Regions from separate parts of the Oryctolagus cuniculus genome. Here region 2 is linked to region 1. The links are chromatin contacts, called in public Hi-C maps. All regions are on one chromosome and are shown on one strand. The core of a region is the stretch at or near the end of the contact, and the rest is flanking DNA. Distances in the headings are between cores, read along the strand shown.

Region 1 (3,145 bases), core at 446-2,945:
GGACGGGGGGCAGAGCTGCCCGACCCCACGTCTAGGGTCCACGGAGCTTCAGTCTTCACAGAAACTGCATTGCCCGTTCTCTGAAATGGGACCCTGGACTCAGGAGGAGCGTGGGTGCGAGAGCCCGGGCTCCCCTCCCGCTTGCAAGCTGTGTTGATGCCTCTGCCCTCTGCCGTGTTTTGTGAAAGGGGAGGTGTCCTCCTCCTGGACTGGTGGCCGATTTCAGTGGCACTCGCAGGAGGTGCCCCCCCCCCCACAGGACGCGGTGATAACTGGGCATCCTGGGGCCCCTGCTGGCGCTGGGAATCGGGCGGGGCGGGGGGTGCGGGGGTGGTTGGAAGGAAGAGGGTTTGCATCTCCTGTGAAATCCTTGGCGGGTTCTCCTGCAGCACCCTGGTGTTGCTTGCCGTGGGGACACAGGTCCCGGGGTGGGGGGCACTGGCCTGGGGGGTCCTCACCCCCGACACACACAGCATGGACACTCCTCACCCTAGTGTTGGGGTGCAGAGAACACAGCCAGCCCCGCCCTGCAGTTGCAACACGCAAGGAGTGGGGGTGCCCTGGGTCCAGCCAGCCTCAGAACCCCAGTCCTTGTTCCCAGGTGATTACTATGCAGCTCTGAGACTCGAGGAGGTTTGAACCTTTTGCATTTTTAGCTTTTCAAGGAGCCATCTCAGAAAACTCACTTTAAACCATTGCCTATAAAAAGCAAGTCTATGGAATAAACTTTACGACTTTCTGTAGTGTGGGCTCCTTATTTTGACCACAAGTTTCATTTTTTAAAAGAGGCGACTACTTTTGGCTACAGTATTTTTATTCATATCTGAACATATTTTTACAAAATAAATATCATTTTACATAGTAAGGAATATGTATGTATTTCTAAGCAATAAGCTGGTGTTTGGCTTTTATGTATTTTTGACAAAGGTATTACGCGTCATACAAAAGAGAAATCTTACTACTCCAAAGAATGAAAAGGTAGCAAAACCCAAAAAGTAAAAAAAAAAAAAAACAAAAAAAAAAACTTTTAAAACAGGTCAGAAATAAATTTGCTCTAACAACTTCTGGATTCTTTGACAGCGTTTCTTGTTCTTTTGTGGAAACCGCTCGCCTTTTGGCTTCATTGTGTGGCTCCAGGTTCGTAATACAGCGCTTGAGGAGGGGCCTGGACAGTGCCGCCCGGGTAACCCTAACCCTTGGGGCTGCTGTCATTCTGAGCGTGTTCTTTCTCGCCCGTGTCCGCGCCAGCCCCCAAGGCGACCCCTGAACGGTAGAAGCAGGACCCTCCCCACCCTAGGGTGCAGGGAGGCCGGGATGAGGAGGATAAAAGGGTGGGGGCGAGGGGCTGGGGCTTTCGGGGCTGCCCTTCGCACACAGCTCACTTCTGCACAAAGATATGAATGGAATGGCTTTTCTAGAAGGGGCTTCCAAGGACATAAAGGAATTCCTGTCCCTGGGAGGGCTGAGCCAGTCGTGAATTGAGCTGATTCCTCAAATCCATTTGATCTGGCATTTTTGTCAACACGGTACATGTTCGGGCTCACTAGCACTTTTGTGTGTGTGTGAGAGAGAGAGGCCTAGGTATTAAAATGCTTCCTCTTCCCCTGCCCGCGCCCCTCGCCCAAGCCCGGGAACAATACGCCGGCCGCGGCGTGCGCGCGCTCCGAGGCGGACGCGCCCGGGCCGGGTTGCCGTGGCGACGGCTCCGCGCACGCGCGCTCGCGGGAGGCCCCGGCCGGCGGGAAGCCGCTCTGACGCAGGCTGCTCGGGTTCTAGGCTGCGGGGCCCGCGGGGTACACGCGTGCTCTCGGTGGAGCCCGTGGACCGCATCGTTTGTAAATCTAGAATGGGCTTTTTGGTTTGTTGTGGTGTATAATCTCGGCAGTGAGATCCTTGTTCTCGAAGTGCCCCCAACGCCCTCGCGAGTGTGTGCTAAACCCAGCCCCACACGGACACAGCCGCATTGTGCGGCGTTTGATAGAATGTCCGTGGTGTCCGCTGACCACCAAACCCACACCCTCCTGCAATCACGGTTTCCTCGCACGACGCGGGCAGAGGGAGCCAGCGCGCCGACGGCTGTGGAGGCGCCCGGTCCTGCCGCCCGGCACCCACAGGGGCTGCGCGGGTCAGGTCCTCGCTGTCCACACAGGGTCAGCCCCGGGCCCGTTCCCGTGTCGACAGCGGCTGGGGCGGGGCGGTGTTGAGAAAGGCCGCGCGAGGAGCTGGAGCAGTCTGACAGCCCGGGTTCCAGGGACCCGCACCATGACAAGCAAAGGAAAAAAAAAAACATAAAAACGAACGGAAGTTTATTTTTCAAACACGGCTGGTGCTTTGGAAAAGGATTTCTGTGAACCGGTTACACACATGACAGGTCCATGTGCAGTCCTCTTGCTGTGTATAAAATAACAGAAAATGCTTCAAATGTGTACATCGTCTCCTTACTTCCCGGAAGCACGTTTTCTCCCACAAGGTGCAGGCCGTAGGCAGTTTTCCTTATTGCACATGCAGCGTCACCAACTTCCTTAGCACTACGTGTAGCAAACCCCGCCTAGCGAATTGCGGACGCGCGCGGGCTGGGGGGTGGGCGGTTCGCGTGGAATCCGGCTTGGCGGGGTCGTTCTCGTCAAGGTCTGGCCAGGGAATCGGGGTTTTAATTTTTTTTCTCTTTTTTTGCATTTGATGCCTATTCAGTATATGCTGAAGGTGCCACTCTTGGGGTGATGGAGAGTTCACAGGGGTTAGGGAGAAGTAGGAGCTGATAACGGACTTGGGGTGCACACCCAAGTTCACGCACACACAGTGGGGCTGCACGCGCGCCCCCTCCCCTGTCTTGGCTCCAGTTTTGTATTAAAAAATAAAAAAAAGTTAACGCGAGATCCGTGAGTGACTTTTTAAAGACAGCGTTGGTGTCTCCTGCCCCTCCCCCAGCCCCGGGAGCAGGCCAGGTGCGGGAGCCCGACTTCCAGATGAGGGAAACCGACCCGCCCCCCGCCCCACGTCTCCGCGGGGCGAGCAAGGCCGGGGGTCCCTTCGTCCCAGCCTCGGCGCCCGCCTTCGTGGCGTCTACGGTAAAAATCTAAAGTCGGCTGCGGGCTTCTATTAAAATAGTCGTCTCTGTATAAATTAATTTATATCGTGCATATTC
Region 2 (2,924 bases), core at 9-2,508, 43 kb after region 1:
GAAGGGGAGGCGAGGGAGAAAGAGAAAAGAAAGGAAAGCAAGGGTGAACTGGAAGAGAAAAGAAAGAAGGGAGAGAAACAAAAAAAAGAAAGCAAAAAGGAAAGAATGGAGAGAGAGAAAAGAAAGAGAAAAAAGAAAGAGAGAGAGAAAGAGAGAAAAATAAAAAGAAAGAAGACTGACTGTAATGGTGGAGCCGGTGCAGGCCTGGGGACCTTCTGTTCCTGGGACAACTCTTGGTTCGCTAATGCGCGACCCTGGGACAAAAGATGGTTTGGTGGCCTGGGCCGTCCCAGCCTTGCCCCTCTCCTTGAGTCAGGGTTGGAGCTGAAGCCCCCGCCGGGGCCTCCCCAGGCAGCTGGCTGCTGCTCCCCGCCTGCGCCGAGGCCGCCAGCTCCCCAGCGTCCCCGGCGGCCCACCTGCGGCCTCACCTTCGGGGAAGACGGCGCGCATCTTCAGATAGCTCGTGGTGAGTCGGATGATGGACGCTTTGTCCAGCTGCGAGGTGATGGCCGACGGCAGCGGGAGCAGCTTGGCCAGCTCGTAGAACTCGCCATTTTCCTTCTCCCTCCTGGTCTTGGCCGCATTCTTGGACTTCTCCTTCATCGCGCCTCGGCTCTGGGCATATTAGACCCGGCGGCGCTGCAGGCCCGCGGAGCCCCGCTCGGGCTGCCCCGGCGGGGACCGGCAAAGGGGTTCCGGAGCCAGGTGGGTCCGGAGCGCCGGCCGCGGGCAGGTGCGCGGGACCGCCCCGGGGCACCGAGGCGCCTCGCCGCAGCCGCCAGCCCTGGGTTCGGCGCAAACCCGCGGCGCCGCCCCGCGCTCCGCCCGCCGCGGCCCGGGGCGCAGCCTCCTCGGGGCTGGGCTGTCCCGCGGCGACCGGAGCACCGCTTCCCGCTCGCTTCTGCTCTCTCTTCCTCCCTCCGCCTGTGGCCCGTGTCTCGGCTTTCCCGAGGGCGAGGGGGCCGGCGAGAAGGCGGCGGCGCCCTTTAGTCCTTAGCCGAGGGTGTGCACCCGCGGCCGCGAGGCCCCTCCGCCGCGGAGGGCCGCAGGGGCGGCGGCGGCCGCGGAGCCATGGAGCGGGAGGCGAGCGGAGGGGAGTGGGGCGCAGGCGGCTGGGGCCCGGCCCCGGCGCGCTCTCCTGCCCTCCCTGGCCGCTCTCGGTGCCTGGAGACGCGGTGCCTGGAGCCCGCGAAGGTGGCGAGGCGCAGCCGCTCCGCCGTCCACGTGCGACCGAACTGCGTTTGTTTATGGCGGACCCGCCTTCGGGCGGAGCGCGGGGCCGCCCCGGCCCAGGGGGGGAGGGGGACCGGCAGGGGGAGGGGCCGTGGCGGGGGCGGGGGCGGTGAATCTCGCCTCCGACCCTGCCGCGGCCCTGGAGCCACTGGCGCGCCTCCGCGCCGCTGCCCCCAGGGACTCTCCTGGTGGAGACCCGCGCGCTCCCGGGCTCGGGCAAGTCGCGGTGAGTGCACCCGGCGCCCCGTGGGGACCCGACCTCCGAGAGCGGGTCGCGGGACCTGGGCGCTCGGCTGGGCGCGGGGAGGAGCGAAGTAGGGAGGAGGGAGGGGTGTCCAGGCCTCCTCTGTGGCTCTCGGGCAGGTCGCCGGCGGGCGCAGCCGGGAGGAGGCGGCGAGACCCGCCGGCCAAGTGCCCTGCCGGGGAGCGCCGAGTCCTCGGAGCGCGAGCGGCTCCTGTGCTCTCGCCCTCCCCAAGTCGCAGGTCCGAGAGCCAAAGCGGTGCGGCCAGAGGGAAGGGCCCCCGCCCCATACACATACACAAAAGGAAATCGCGGGAGGCTCCGAAGTGACCCTTCTGCCCCTTGTCTCCTGCAAACAGAGCAAAAAGAGATCGGCGCCCTCGCAGGAGGCCGCCAGGACGCCCGGGCCGGGCGGAAGGAGGGAGGGGTTCGGGGAGCCGAGCCTGGCGGCGAGGCCTCTCCCTGGGCGCCGGCCGGAGCTGCCCGAGAGTGGCGCAGCCGCACGATCCGTTGCAGCGGGGATTTCGGGGGATCGCAGTGGGGCGGTCACTTGGGGGCGAGGGTTGCAGAGGTGGGCTCACCTGGCAGGCGTCGGTGGGGCCCAAGCGACAAGACAGAAGACAGGGGAGCTGGGAGGCGCCTTTGGAGGCGAGGCCACCCGGCATCCCGCCGCGCTCTCTCTGGGACACCCGAGACTTGAGGAGTCTTGCTGTCCCGCCTTGTCCCAACCTTAAGCGTCTGCACCCCGGGATAGGTTTGGGCACGGGGTCCTCCGCCCACGCCACCTACGGCGATGGGCAACAACCCTATCCTTTCCAGGAGCCTGAAAGCCCCGACGCAGTGTGGACACCAGCTCCCTAGGCGCCCCGGGTTATGGACAGGCGCAGAGGCCACAGTCACTCTGGGACTTCGGGGTCCTGGGTGGTCTCCCGGCGGTGTGCCGCGCACTGTTGGGATCTGGGGCCTTGGAGCGCCTACGCTAGAGGTAGCCACGCGGATGGAGGTCGCCCGATCAGAAGAGCTGGCCGGGGGGATTTTCGCTCCGGGCGCACTGCGTTCTTCCTCTGCCCAGGAGGAGCCGGCTGCTCGGCGCTCTCAGGGGCAGGCACCAGGAAGACCCGGTCCCGACCACCGTGCCTGCAGCAGGCGCTCCTCACTTCCCGTAGGGACCCCATTAAGGCCAGGACTTTGAAGGCATTAGAGGCGGCGTAGACGCCCCATCCAGGTGGTTGGCAACGTGAGCAAACCCGGGCTCACCCCCGCCGGCCCCTCTCACCCTGGCAAACCCACCGCAGAGCCGCTGGAGCAGGGAGCAAGAGGAACCCGCATTTTTCGCGGGGGTGGTGGTGGTGGAGGTGGAGGACTGGGAGCATGGTGCGCTCTCCTGTTACTGGTGCGAGCCGCGCGGGTACGCGGTGCCCAAACCCATGAATCTTGCGCTGGGCAGCGC

What was found. A called contact is a pair of places that touch in the nucleus more often than the background predicts.
Region 2: a contact with region 1 is called in a Hi-C map of skin fibroblasts, with 2.7 times the contacts expected there. The contact joins the promoter of SIM2 here to the enhancer-like site in region 1. A contact is called at or near these places in 2 of 6 Hi-C or Micro-C datasets (ear pinna and skin fibroblasts).

What each region holds. Positions count from the first base shown.
Region 1 is chr4:8,149,531-8,152,675 of mOryCun1.1, forward strand. It overlaps HLCS (holocarboxylase synthetase), which reads left to right. Exons shown (of 11, transcript XM_051833635.2): 11 at 1-1,069. SIM2 (SIM bHLH transcription factor 2) reads right to left here. Exons shown (of 11, transcript XM_051833637.2): 11 at 2,290-3,145. Among named protein-coding and RNA genes, the nearest start is that of SIM2, 43 kb to the right of the region's middle. Within about 2 kb of position 1,696, at least 6 of the 8 cell types and tissues checked have an H3K27ac peak or open chromatin away from gene starts, as enhancers often do. A contact at or near this core is called in ear pinna, where this site is marked.
Region 2 is chr4:8,192,968-8,195,891 of mOryCun1.1, forward strand. SIM2 (SIM bHLH transcription factor 2) reads right to left here and starts at 1,259. Exons shown (of 11, transcript XM_051833637.2): 1 at 429-1,259. The coding sequence starts at 603.